2 separate regions of the Columba livia genome follow, and region 1 is linked to region 2. Evidence: chromatin contacts called from public Hi-C data. All regions are on one chromosome and are shown on one strand. The core of a region is the stretch at or near the end of the contact, and the rest is flanking DNA. Distances in the headings are between cores, read along the strand shown. Region 1 holds the start of GGCT (gamma-glutamylcyclotransferase). Region 2 holds the start of POMGNT2 (protein O-linked mannose N-acetylglucosaminyltransferase 2 (beta 1,4-)).

What was found. A called contact is a pair of places that touch in the nucleus more often than the background predicts.
Region 1: a Hi-C map of crop shows a contact between it and region 2, with 3 times the contacts expected there. The contact joins the promoter of GGCT here to the promoter of POMGNT2 in region 2. A contact is called at or near these places in 2 of 2 Hi-C or Micro-C datasets (crop and liver).

The regions. Positions count from the first base shown.
Region 1 is chr2:45,448,082-45,454,080 of bColLiv1.pat.W.v2, forward strand. It overlaps GGCT (gamma-glutamylcyclotransferase), which reads left to right and starts at 3,820. Exons shown (of 4, transcript XM_065051653.1): 1 at 3,820-4,042. The coding sequence starts at 3,908.
Region 2 is chr2:45,298,430-45,305,268 of bColLiv1.pat.W.v2, forward strand. It overlaps POMGNT2 (protein O-linked mannose N-acetylglucosaminyltransferase 2 (beta 1,4-)), which reads left to right and starts at 3,144. Exons shown (of 2, transcript XM_065051632.1): 1 at 3,144-3,347.

The DNA.
Region 1 (5,999 bases), core at 2,570-5,069, 150 kb after region 2:
ATTAAGAAGCTACCACCAGCTGTAACCCTCTTGCAGCAAAAAAAGGTATAATTTCAGTGAAATACTAATTGCAGAGCAAATCCTACTAGGGTTCCTTGGGGAGGAGAGAACTGCTGTGGGGAGGACTGTACATGTGATTCATTTGCATCAGTTGCCATTATTATTCCTCCAGGTTCCCTTTTTTTTCTTCAGCATTAATTAAAGCTCACGCTGTGACAATCATGGGGCAGAGAGGGAGTGGTGGTGAGGCACACTGAGTGACTGGCAGACACTTCAGCAGATTTAACATATTCCACTACATCTTATTTTTTCCTAATTCCTTATTTTTTCCTAATTTCCTTATTTCGCCCCTAAAAATCTAAGAAGGATATGCTCAGGAATAAACTGCATCTAGGGATAAAAACCTGATGGAAACAAATTCCTGCTTCCTCTGCATAAATAACCCTGTTGATCTCCTCTATGGACAATGCACAAACAGCTTTGGATATCCAGAGTTTTCTCTCATGTTTGGGAAGCTCCCAAACAGGAGTCATACTCCTGACTGCTTACTCTGCGCAGATTTTGTAGTTACATCCAAGGGGAAACAATGCCTCCAAATTGTTTGGAGCTTCAAACAGGTTACCACAGGTCTCATTTCAGCAGCTCTGGAGATAGCCTTTGATTTCAGAACTGATTTAACTCCAGAAAAAAACAGGGTTTCATTTGACACCCTCCTCTCCAGGAGAGTTAATTGTCTCCTGAAAAGGTGGTGAATCAGCAGAAGTGTGAAAACTATTATAGTAGTACCACTGAAGCCCTGCAGGTTTCTACTCAAGTCTGATGAGGAGCGGCTGAGGGAACTGGGGCTGTTCAGCCTGGAGAAAAGGAGGCTGAGGGGAGACCTTATTGCTGTCTACAAATACCTGAAAGGAGGTTGTAGCATGGAGGGGGTTGGTCTCTTCTTCTGAGCAGCAAGTGATACAACAAGAGGAAATGGCCTCAAGTTGCACCAGGGGAGGTTTAGATTGGATATTAGGAAAATATTCTTCATGGAAAGGGTTGTCAGGCATTGGAACAGGCTGCCCAGGGAAGTGGTGGAGTCACCATCCATGGAGGTGTTTAAAAGATGCATAGACAAGGTTCTTAGGGACATGGTTTAGTGCTAGAGTTAGATTATGGGCTTCAGGAGTGCAAATTGACTGACTCAGTTAAACTAAAAATTAATCCAAATGCCATAAATCTCAACAGCATTTGAATTAGCATTATGCTATATTTGGAATAGGTAAAACCAGCTTACACCACCCACACCAAAACTGTGGTCCTGGAAATACTGACTACTTCTCTTTGGTCATTGAACAGGCTTGGTATTCAGTGCAAAGTATAAAAAATTGAAACCTCAACGTATTTTAATTTGAAAATGCCTTTTTGAGTGATTAAGTACTTAGAATTGAAAGTGGCAGTGTTTTAAATTAATTCTTGTCCCATAAGTTTAACTGTAATTTTGCTAACCAAGGTTTTCACGTGCATAAACCCAGCTATGAGATCAGGCACTCAGTTTCCTCATTTGTCAATCATCTGACTTTGTAACATTTAAAGTCTTGATTTGAATAGCATGAAAAAGAACACAAGCTTAAGAGTTTCCCCTTGTTCAAAATATACATGGGTTTTGAGTGAAAAATCACCAAAACAGTTGTTGAAACTCTGAGTGTCAAGAAAAAAAATGGAATTTTTTTTCAGAATGTCCAAAGTTTCAATAATGTAAGAAGTGTTATGAAAGGCTGTGTAGGGATTTCTTTTTAGAAGGTTGTTTTGAGATGAAAAAGCTAACAATTGCTACGTGCTTCATTCCAATTCCTACATAAGATTTCTTCCGTTCAGAAGGAAATGTCAACCTCAGCTCACGAGGGAGAGCTCACAGCAAACCCAGACGGGCGGTTCAGCACACACCAATGCCCTCCGGCAGGTTTGCTCCCTGGGGCTGGCTGATTTTGGGGTACACAAAGCTGTGAGCTTTAGTCAAAAGCTGGGGGCCCTCCAGAAGCCTCTCGTGTGGGAATCCCCACCATCCCACAGCCATCTCTGACTGTTTTCTTGAAAGCAGCAGAAACTTGGTTATCTCTGAAGGCTCTTGCTTTCTGTCACCTCTGATTGAAATTAGCCAGTGGTCCAGCAGCTGCTGGAGGAGCAGTGAGACAAACTTCTCCTTGCAGAGTTTGCATTTCCTCAGGGAAAGGGGACTAAAAGCAGATACCAGAAGCAGATTTTCAAAATCTGCTGTTTAGCTGCTCGCTGTCTCAAGGAGCAAGACTGAGGGAGTATTGCTGTATAATCCTATGACCCGTGTAACAAGTGAACATGATGGTTCCCTCTCGCCCTAAAATATTTATTGCTACATAAGAAGAAAAAACAAATCAAAACATCAGCCCCAAAACAAACAACAAAACTAAAAATAGAAAACTGCTTGTCAGGAAGGATCAGACTCACATTTATCACTTTGTGTGTTTTATGATGAATCTGACTTTGCCCACGCCTGCATCAGGAAAACTAAAGCAGGGATTCAAATGAAGCACTGCACATGCAATCAAAGGAAGGAGGATGCTTATTAGCTCTCCTGCTTGCTGCTTTCCCTTGCATGTGCGAAGATGTTTGCAGAGAGGCTGGGCGCTGTGCTGCCAGGGATCCTGTGCTCAATCCTGCGTGGGCTGTCTCTGCTCAGGATACCAATGTGGGCTTTTATATGTACACACACACAGGTATATATATGCACATATTACTTCAGTGGCTTATTGCTTCTTCACACTGGTGAGACTCCACCTGGAGTCCTGCATCCAGCTCTGGAGCCCTCAGTACAGGAAAGACATGGACCTGTTGGAGTGGGTTCAGAGGAGGCCACCAAGATGATCAGAGGGCTGCAACAGCTCTGCTGTGAGGACAGGCTGAGAGAGTTGGGGTTGTTCAGCCTGGAGAAGGCTTCGGGGAGAACTTATTGCAGCCTTTCAGTACTTAGAAGAGGCCTGTAAGAAAGATGGGGACAGACTTTTTAGCAGGGCCTGTTGTGATAGAAAAAGGGGTAATGGTTTTAAACTAAAGGAGGGAAGATTCAGGCTCAGACACGAGGAAGAAATGTTTTACATGAAGGTGATAAAACACTGGCCCAGGTTGCCCAGAGAGGTGGTAGATGCCCCATCCCTGGAGACATTCAAGGCCAGGCTGGATGGGGCTCTGAGCAACCTGATCTAGTTGAAGATGTCCCTGCTCATGGCAGGGAGGTTGGACTAGGTGAGCTTTGAAGGCCTCTTTCAACCCAAAAGAGTCTGTGATTCTATGCTTACGGGTGGCCAGTGGTAAGGTCTCCTCCTGTCTCATTTGCGCATCACTTATGCCAGGGAAGGAGAGGAACTGCCTGTGCGCCTGGCTCTGCAGGTCTGCCTGCCCACACACCTGCATCTTCCCACCTTTTACCCTTGCATGTGCCCAGCTTGCTCTGAGCGCTCCAGGCTGGGGCAGGCTGAACTGCTTTACTACTCTAAAATCCTTTTACTAATCTAAAATTCATGACTGCTTACATTCCTCTCAGAGGCAGCCACGATACTCACAAGCAAAATGCATTGCATTATTATTTATAATGGTTACAATATTATTAATTTAGCGGGGGGTCTCTGACTCTCCCCGCGCTGGCGGAAAGGGCGTCCGGCTCCCGCTCCCGGCCATGACGAACGCACCTTGCTTATGTCACGACCCCGCGTGACGTAATGCCGACAGCATTCCCACCGCTGCTACGTCACAGCGCGGGGAGATGTGAGCGCTCACGGAGCGGCGGAAGTAGCGCTCAAGCGACTCGCCAATGGCGAGCGGCTCCGCTCGGAGGCGCCGCCCAGGCGGCCGCCGAGCGGGAGGGGGATGTTAAAGGGGCGGTGCAGCGGGGCTGATGGAGTCCGGTGGCGGGACGGAAACGCGGGATGGCGGCTGTTTCCTGTACTACGCGTACGGCAGCAACCTGCTGCGGGAGCGGCTGCTGCTGAGCAGCCCTTCGGCGGCGCTCTGCGCCGTGGCGCGCCTGCAGGTGCGTGCGGGGGAGCCCGGGGCGGCGGTGCCGCGGGTGGGAGGAGGCAGCCCGTGGGAGTCCGCTTGCCCAGGTGGGGTCGTGTGTGGGCCTGGCTCTGCTGCCCCAACCCCGCTGGCCTGTCCTTCCTACCGGTGGCGGGGCGGCAGGGGCACGGTTCGGGCGGGGGGGGGTCCCCGTCATCCTTGGTGCCGCGGCGTGGGGACAGTCGGGGCCTGCTGTCTGGGCCGCCCTTTGCCAAAAAAAACCCCAAACAAGTTATAATAGTCCCACCTCTGTGGGGTTTATCTTACTGGGTTTAACCAAGTTTGTAAGGCTGCCAATTGAGATGTGTGAAGGGTTGCGAACCTGAAAGTGTAAGTAGCAGGTGCTTAGTTGGGTTTATGGGGCAGGTTTCTGGCAGTCTTGAAAGGATGATGCTTCATTAAAAAAAAAAACCTAAATTCCTGCTTGCCCTTTGTGACAGTGGTTACAAGTGAGAAGCCCTCCCCACACCGTGTGCCAGGTGGGACGGAAGCTTTCACCCCGTGCTGCACAGCTGCAGCGGACACCTTGCTGCGCCCAGCAGTTCTGCCACACCTGGGGTTCTTAAATATTTGTATATCAACTTGGCTTTGATGTAGACTTGGAAATATGAGCTCATGGTCATCAAGCTGTTGACATCTGTGCAACTGGAAGGATCCTTGGAGGAGCAGAACATTGATTGATACCACTTAAGGATGACTTGAAGGTTCTCTTGGGGTAACTGGAAGGAGACGACCTACATTAGAGTGTGTGAGGGTGTTCCAAAACCTTGTAATTAATAAAATCCCTGCAGTCAGGTGGTTGGCGTCTCTTGGGTTCCAGCAACCTGGCAACTGAGGCCTGCTCACGTAAAGTGTGAGGCAATTACAGATGCCACTGAGGAGCTGGATGTGCTGAGAGCCCAGCACCTTGCAGGATCAGACCTCAGAGGTGAGAAGGGCAGTAGTATTGCATACATACCTATGAATAAAAGAAAGCCTTCTGCATCAGCCCCCCCTTTTGGGTTTCAGGTAGATTTTTCAGGTTAGGCAGTAAGTGTTTTTGGCCGCGCTGCAGGTTGGCTGTTGAGGAGCTGTCAGTCAGGTGCCAGCCGGCCTTTGACCGACTGCTGTGCTCCCTTGCTTCAAGCTGGGAGATCACTGATCCTTGGGAGGAATGAAGCACACTGAGGTTGGAGCTGATTTCTGGTGATTGCTCTATGGTAGTACCACGTGTGCTTAAAAAAAAAAAAAAAGGAAAAAAGGCTATAAACAGAGTACTTTAAATGCTAAATGAGAATATTAAATCCTCTCTTTTTATTTTTTAAAGCTCTGTTGATCTTCAATCAAAAGCTGTAAGAAATGGGATGTGTAACAATCACAGAAAGGGTATTACGGTGCTACTTAGAAGAAGGGCCAAAGACCACACTCTTGATCTAAGACTGTATCTAGCATGCTGGCTGCAGTTGCCCGCATGGCCTAACAGGGTTCCTGCTTCCAGAGCTGGAGCTAACCGTGCTGTTTCTGTGCAGTCTCTGTTGCTGTTTTGTTTTGGTTTCTTTTTTAATACTAGGTTGATGTGAACACACTTGGCTCCACAGGATTATTTCCTTGGAGGTGCCCTGCAAGCTCACATCCACATCTGTAGCTTCAGTCTGTGACTCAACTGGACTGTTTACTTGTCTGCAACATGCTTAGGCTTGACTGTCTGCAGGGTCTAGTCCACAGTTCTCCTCATGCAGTAATCCAGTGACCTGAACATTGCAAAGCTGTTGTGCAGCAGGTTGTGGAATGGTTGATGACTAGTATGTCTAAGTAAACTTTTTTTTCTAATGAAATTAGTTTAATGAGGGATATTTTATGGGGAAGGAAGGTGATTCTATTGATGGAGTAAACAGTATGGCTTTGCCAGTGCTGTTTTTCTGTCTGTAAGCTTCCAACCACTCACCTTTAGC
Region 2 (6,839 bases), core at 1,894-4,393:
CCTGTCCCCACCTAATCAAATTTACAAAGCTGACATTTAAAAAAAAAAACATCTGGGTAGCTGGATCCCAGCAAGATCCTGCCAACACCTTGTGTAGATGCTTCCATCTGTCCTGGTGTATAACAGTTAACAGCACCACTGCCCACCAAATATTCATTTGTGCAGCACAGACGTGAAAACTGAGGGAGGGCAGAGGTGATAGGTAAAGAGACAAAAGAGCTGAGGCGACATCGCACACAAACACACAACAAAGAAGCTGGTGGATCTAGTTGACTTCAGCTGATCAAGGCTTGGAGTGCTGCAGTCCAGCATGTTGAAACTCATGAGCAGGCACATCAGCGCTTGTGCTGGCTGGGGGCAGCTTCCAGGGATCAGGCCTTCTGATATTTTCTCATTCAAAAAGGTTGCACATACAAGGGGAGCTATAAGCCAAGTGCAGAAGGTGAGGTGAGGATGTGTGAGGTGGAAACATTCCAATGTTTGCTTTAGACTGGAGACACAGCTCTGTCTGTTTGACTATAAAAGGTGGCTCAACTGTTCTAAGTCCTAATTGTGAGCCCATCCTCTGCCCCTGTCTCTGAAAGCTGATTTATTTCCTAAGCAGTCACCTCAGACGTGATTCAGGCAATGTAAGTGTGTGATACCATGCTTGAAACTCAAGTTGGTCTCTAGGGGCCATTAGAGCAGTTGAGAATGTCTTATAGGTCCCATGTCATATCTACCAGGCCTGTGCAGATGTCTTGGGCAATCCAAGCTGTCTAAAATGGCAGTAGGCACCCACATCTGGGTACCTGAAGTGACTTTCTCCTCCACCAGCATATTCACATTGCTTTCACTGGGTATCCCCTGTCAAACCTTGTGTTAAGGAAAACACTTCCCTACCCCTTAGAGGTGTTAGGCTTAAACAGACATGTGTCTATAAACTTGATACTCCAGGCAAAACAAATTAACTATTTTGCATAAAAAGTATCAGATTATGCTATTTTCCTGTTGCAGGTTATTCTGAAGCAGACATGACAATAAATCACCACAATCCTATGAATATTTCATAGGAACACATTTCAGCTTATGGGTGTTCTTTTTTTTCTCAAATGATTATGTCTTTGTCTTTGGCCATCCATTGTCTGTGATATGTGACTGGCCACTTAATTCAAATTACTGTAATGTCTGGATTTTTGACTGGCTCATTAAATATTTCATAACAAGGAGGAAAAGTGGCACTGCAGATGACATTTATGTGAATATGCAAGCAGGTATTTGTGAAATCTTAGTCAAGATTTCTACTTGCAAATGAAATGAAATTAAATAGAATTGAAAAGAAATAGATATATAGAAATGAAATAAATAGTGAGCTTTTATTCCAACACATTTTAATGAAAATGATGACAATTATGATTATTTTGCACTGTCGCTCTAGTTATAAGGATGCGGATCAAGCATTCTAAAGTTTCTCTAGGGCTGGAGTATAACTGACAAACCTAACAAGAAACAGAGTAGATGGGATCTCTTGCAGTGGATTTCATTAGCATCATAGTTCTTGATCAAACTCTGGAAAACGAATCTCAGAAGCCTGGCATTTGCCTTATCAATGTATGTGAACTCAGCACTAAAATTCACAGAGACCATAACAAAATTAAATTTAGAGTAGCAATGAGTATTTCTGAAAAACCTCAGTTCTCGTGTGTATCTCTTATAAGACAAGTTAGTGCTTTGGATCATTAGCTACAAAATCTGCAAGACAGAAAAAGAGGCTGGAGGAAGGAGTACTAAGTAACTAAATTTTATTTCCCCCAAGTGACTATCAGCTTCTCAGAGGCAAACATTTAAACGGTTAAAGTTTTACATTCATTTCCTGCATTCATGTTTAGCAATCCTATCACTCTGGGAGCATTTAATTACGCATACAAATGCCAGCTAACGTGAAAGATGCTACCAAACCACTAACTGTCCTTCTCATCGACTGAAAGCACCGTGTGGGTGTGGAAATAGAAAGCTCCCCTGTGAAATCCAAAGCCTTGGTGAAGTCAATGACAAAAAGCCCCACTGACTTTGGGAGATACTGGATCAAGCAGAGGCGCTGTACGCACACACATCCAAGTGCTCGGTCGATCTGACCTCTTGGATGAGACTCAGCATGTTCTTGGTGATCTATTCAAGCCGTAATAATTTCAGGGTTGCTTTGGTGAAGTCTGAACTTACCAAACCCTACCATGTCAATGTGACCTGATGCGGCTGTCACAGAATGGTTGGGGTTAGAAGGGACCTCTGGAGATCATCTAGTCCAACCCACCTGCTAAACCAGGTTCACCCAGAGCAGATCACACAGGAATGTGTCCAGGCGGGGTTTGAATGTCTCCAGAGAAGGAGACTCCACAACCTCCCTGGGCAGCCTGTTCCAGTGCTCTGGCACCCTCAAAGCAGTTTCCTCTCACATTCAGACAGAACCACCTGTACTTCAGTCTGTGCCCATTGCCCCACATCCTATTGCTGAGCACCACTGAAAAGAGTCCTCTTGACAGCCACCCTTGAGATATTTATAAACACTGATGGGATCAATGGGTGGGAAGGAACCTTCCTCTGGGAAAGGTGCAGGTGTCTGCTATCTGACAGGTTTTTCTGGTAGATTTGAAGCCATGTACTCATAATAAGGACGATTGCCCCCTGCTTTAGCACATACATTCTGAGTGGAAGGAGCCAAGAGGCCAGGGAGTGTGGGCAGCAAGTGGGGGTGCTCTTGGGCAGAGGAAGACTGAGGGTCAGGGAGGAACCCTGGGGGACGGCGGAAGGTCAGTGTGGGAAGGCGGTGGGAGGACTGCAGGAGGGTGAGGTAGAGGCTGAAGGAGATTTGGGGAGGAGATGAGGAGCAGTGAGTGATGCTGGTGACTGAGAGAAGCAAAGGGGTTGAGGAAACTGACTGGGCAGCCTGGGGAGAAAGGAGTGAGGGGAACCACCACCGGGCTGAGGGATGATTGGGACGAGCTAGAGGGTCTGTACCAAAAACCGCGCCAGGGAGCCCATCCTGAGGGGACATGGCACAGGCAGCCCCGAACTACACCTCCCATAACGCCTTTCGCAGCGCCCGGCACTGAGCATGCGCGGCAGCCGCCTCTCTGCCGAGTGCGGCGGGCGAGGGGCCGCCCGCCCCCCTCCCCACCGCCGCCGAGAGCGCTGGGGAGGCGGTGCCGCTCCGGCCCGCCCCGCCGCCGCCACGGCCCCTCTCCGCGGACAGCACCCGCCTGCGAGGAGGTGGCGGCGCCGCCCGCCGCGGGCGGGGAGGCCGTGAGAAGGCGGTAGGGGCCGGGCCGAGCCGAGGGGGCGGTTGCTGCCGTTGGCGCCGCGGGCGGCAGGTGAGGCGGCGCAGGGCGGCCGTGGGGCGGCGCGGGGCGGCGCAGGGCGGCGCAGGGCGGCCGTGGGGCGGCGGCGGCCCGGGCCGGGCACCAGCGAAGGGCGGTTCGCGGGGGCCGGTGGCGGTTGCCGCCTCTTTCCTGAGGGGAAAGTGGGGCCGCGGCGGTGTCTCTGGTGATCGGCGGCGACTCCACAGTGGGGAGGCACGGGGTGGAGGTGGGAACAAGCCGGGGTTTTCCCCCAGAGCTCCCCCCAGGGGTGCCCAGAGCGGAGCTGACCCCTTGGACGTGGAAAGCTTTCTGCTCCAGAGCCGGGGAGTGATAGCGATCCGGCAGCAGGGGCAGGCGGGGCTGTGAGGGTTGGTTCTTGCCTGCACCGCTGAAACGCGGTTCAATTAAAACTCAAATAACCTCCCTAGAGGTCAAAGACGCTGCAGGTTTAAAGCCTACCAGGTCAGGTAAAGATGTAATTATGTTCTCCTGACAGTTTTCCTTGATGGTTGAGCGCCTTGGGAACCCCCCCAGACACCTGTCTTCAGCTTTGAAAGCTTAGCAGTCCTTGTGAATTTGGCCCCAGTGGATACGGGTGCTGAATTTATTGCATCCTGCCCCTTTCAATTATTGTGTGCTGACTAAGCATGGTGGAAAAGTTTATCTTGCATATGTCAGCTCAGGGTGCGTTGCACATGCATGCTCTCAGGTCAGGCTTACCCACTCTGCTTGTGTCCTCCAGCTTCCTTACAGCCCCTCTCAATTAACCCAATGTTTTAATGGGTTATTAAGATAATGGCTGCTGCTTTGAAGAAAAAGAAAAAAAAGGGAAGAGGCATGCTCTTCTCAAGTAATAAGAATAATGACTGTATCTGAACAACTGGTAAAGGGAAGGGAACATATTGGTGTTTTCACACCAGTACCATAGTTGGATAACTATTGACAAATGCTGACTTTTAAACGATGACTGCTGATTCAGGAGAATATGTTGACTTTGGTAATAAAACAGTAATGGCTCTTTTAATAGCAATCTCAAAACACTTGAACTGATAGATTGGCTTGTTAGCTCAAGTCTTGACTTAGCTGAGAACCAGAAGAGCTCTTATTCTCTGGGAGAATCTTCTCCCCCAAACAAATCTGACATATGCTAAACTCATCAACTGTAAGACAGGGTGTTTATTTTGCAGTATCATTTTCAAAAATGTGGTGGGTACCAAATGCATGAACTAGATACAGAAAACCAGCTTTCCAGTCTGCTTTTCTGCAAGAGTGCATTTTGATCGGTTTATGATTGCAAGGTGACAGTTTTACTTGGAGTCTCAATTTTGTGTTCCCTATGAGAGCAGGTCACATTCAGTTACTGTTCCCCAGAGTTTTTAAGAGATTTGTATCTGGCCTGTGTTCTAACACAGCAAGGTCTTTAGGAGGTGTTTTAAAACATAGAGACTTAGAGATCTTCCACTAGTAAAGCTATAGTTTTATTCAAATAAACAGATACATAGATGACTCGTCCCAGCAAAATAACCTGCTTTTTATTTAAAATGGCTTTTCCAACCAGAGCGTGTCTCGGCTGTGAAGGAGCAGATTTTCCTAGGAAGTGGTGGGAGGCAGGAGGAATCACGAAAATGAAAGTGGCACAAAGGAGAGCATTAAACCACAGAGCTAGAACCATATCAGAGGTTCTCAGCTGTACAGACAAAATTTTGCCTTCTCACACTGTGGGACAACAATTTATTCAGTTGTTATCCATGATGGTCACAAAATTCAGTTTTGTGGTTCAGATTGAGAAGCAGGATGGGTCTATGGGTCCACAAAGCTCAGGGAGAAGTGGGCTAGGAAGGGTAAGTGGAGTTTTGGGCAAAATGGGCAAAAAAGAGGGACACTTTCCTTGTTTTGCTGGTTGCCTTCCTGGGAAAACCAGTGACTGTTCCTGACAGACCTTGCACAGTTGGCACAGAACGCTGAGGGTTGGTGTTGGTCAGTGGTTCTGCTGTGCTGGATGAATGCATGACATGGGACCCTCTTCCTTCTCCTTTTAGGTCTTCACCCCTTTCCTTCTCCTTCTGTGGTAGGACGTGTTCCCTCCTCCTCCATCAGCACGCCACCTGCTCCAACACCATTCTGCCTTCCTCCCCCCCACAACTGTCTCTCCCTGTCCTGGCAGTCAACTGGTAGGTGCTGGAAGAAAGTAGGTTTCTTTGTTTGCCCTCCAAGCATGCAGACTGGGCCTGGCAGCACAGGCCGTGGAAAGGTGGCCACTCACATTCGGTCACACTAGACAGCCCTCAGCTCTGCCTGTGCTTGGAGCAAGCTATGAGTGGGGCATTGAACTCAGCATGGCGAAATTTAAACTGCAAGTTTTCAAAGCCAATTACTGGATGCAATCTGTGTCTGACAAGCTTCAGTTTCATTAGCTGCCTCCCAGCCATATCGAGCTGCACAGCTCACCTTTGCAGAGATCAGATTCTCTTCTGTGATGTTATTAGGTATTTTTAAAAATAGCTTCATCAGTCCACTTTAAAAGAGCTGGTCTGCTCTGATAACAGTGCCTGCTGGTGCTTTTCCAGATAAGGAACTTGTCACTTTTCCTCCTGTCATACATGCAGCTTCTGCCCTATTTAGAATAAAGCTTAAAAAAAGACTACAAAGTAACCATCAGTCTTGTGTAAAGGTTTATGTGTTTGGTTTAGGAACAACGGAACACTCCTTATTTAACTACTCTGGACAGTATTGGTTTATGAAGAATATAGGATTAACATAAATGCAGAGTTGAAGGCTTCTTCAGGATATCTTTATCGTAAGATCTCTTATATAACAAAATGACAACAGGCAAGAGATTTCCTTTTTTCTTTCAGTCTCAATGAGAAATTCATTAGCTTTTAAAAGGGATCTGAAGTACTACATTGTGCATGTATGTCCATAATCTATAGGGCATTGGAAAGCAACCAGATTAAATAGTTTAAAAAGCAATTTCAATCTCGTTTGAGGATCTGAAAAGTAGTTTGTGCTTGTGCACACAAGGAGTGTCATAGGCAAGCTGCAGTTGCGTGACTTACCTAGTAATTCATTCTACAATGGTGTATGCAGGAGCAATGTTTGAATTTAGCAATTTCTTTGATGTTTTGTGAGGGGATGGCCTTTTTAAAAAGGTCTGTTAATTCTGTGGGAATTTGGTAATGACTAGTTGCTGGGGGATTGGAAGAGAGTAGCAGTTGAAGCTCCTGGCATCTCTGCTTGCAAAAGAGAGGCAGCCCTCTGCAGCATCTTTTGTAAGCTACAATCTTAGAAATCCTTGCTCAAGAATATTCACTGGTGTCTTCAACAGAACTTGGGAGCTTGTTGATCGCTCTTGATTAATTGAGCTGTGCTTCATGAACGAGCTACATACTATTACAGGAAAAAAGCACTGGGGTTGTCGTGGATGTAGGACCCGGTGCACTGTGGATTATCACAGGAAAGCCCTTTGTTCTTGCACTGGGCATGTCATGGATGTAGGACCCAGTG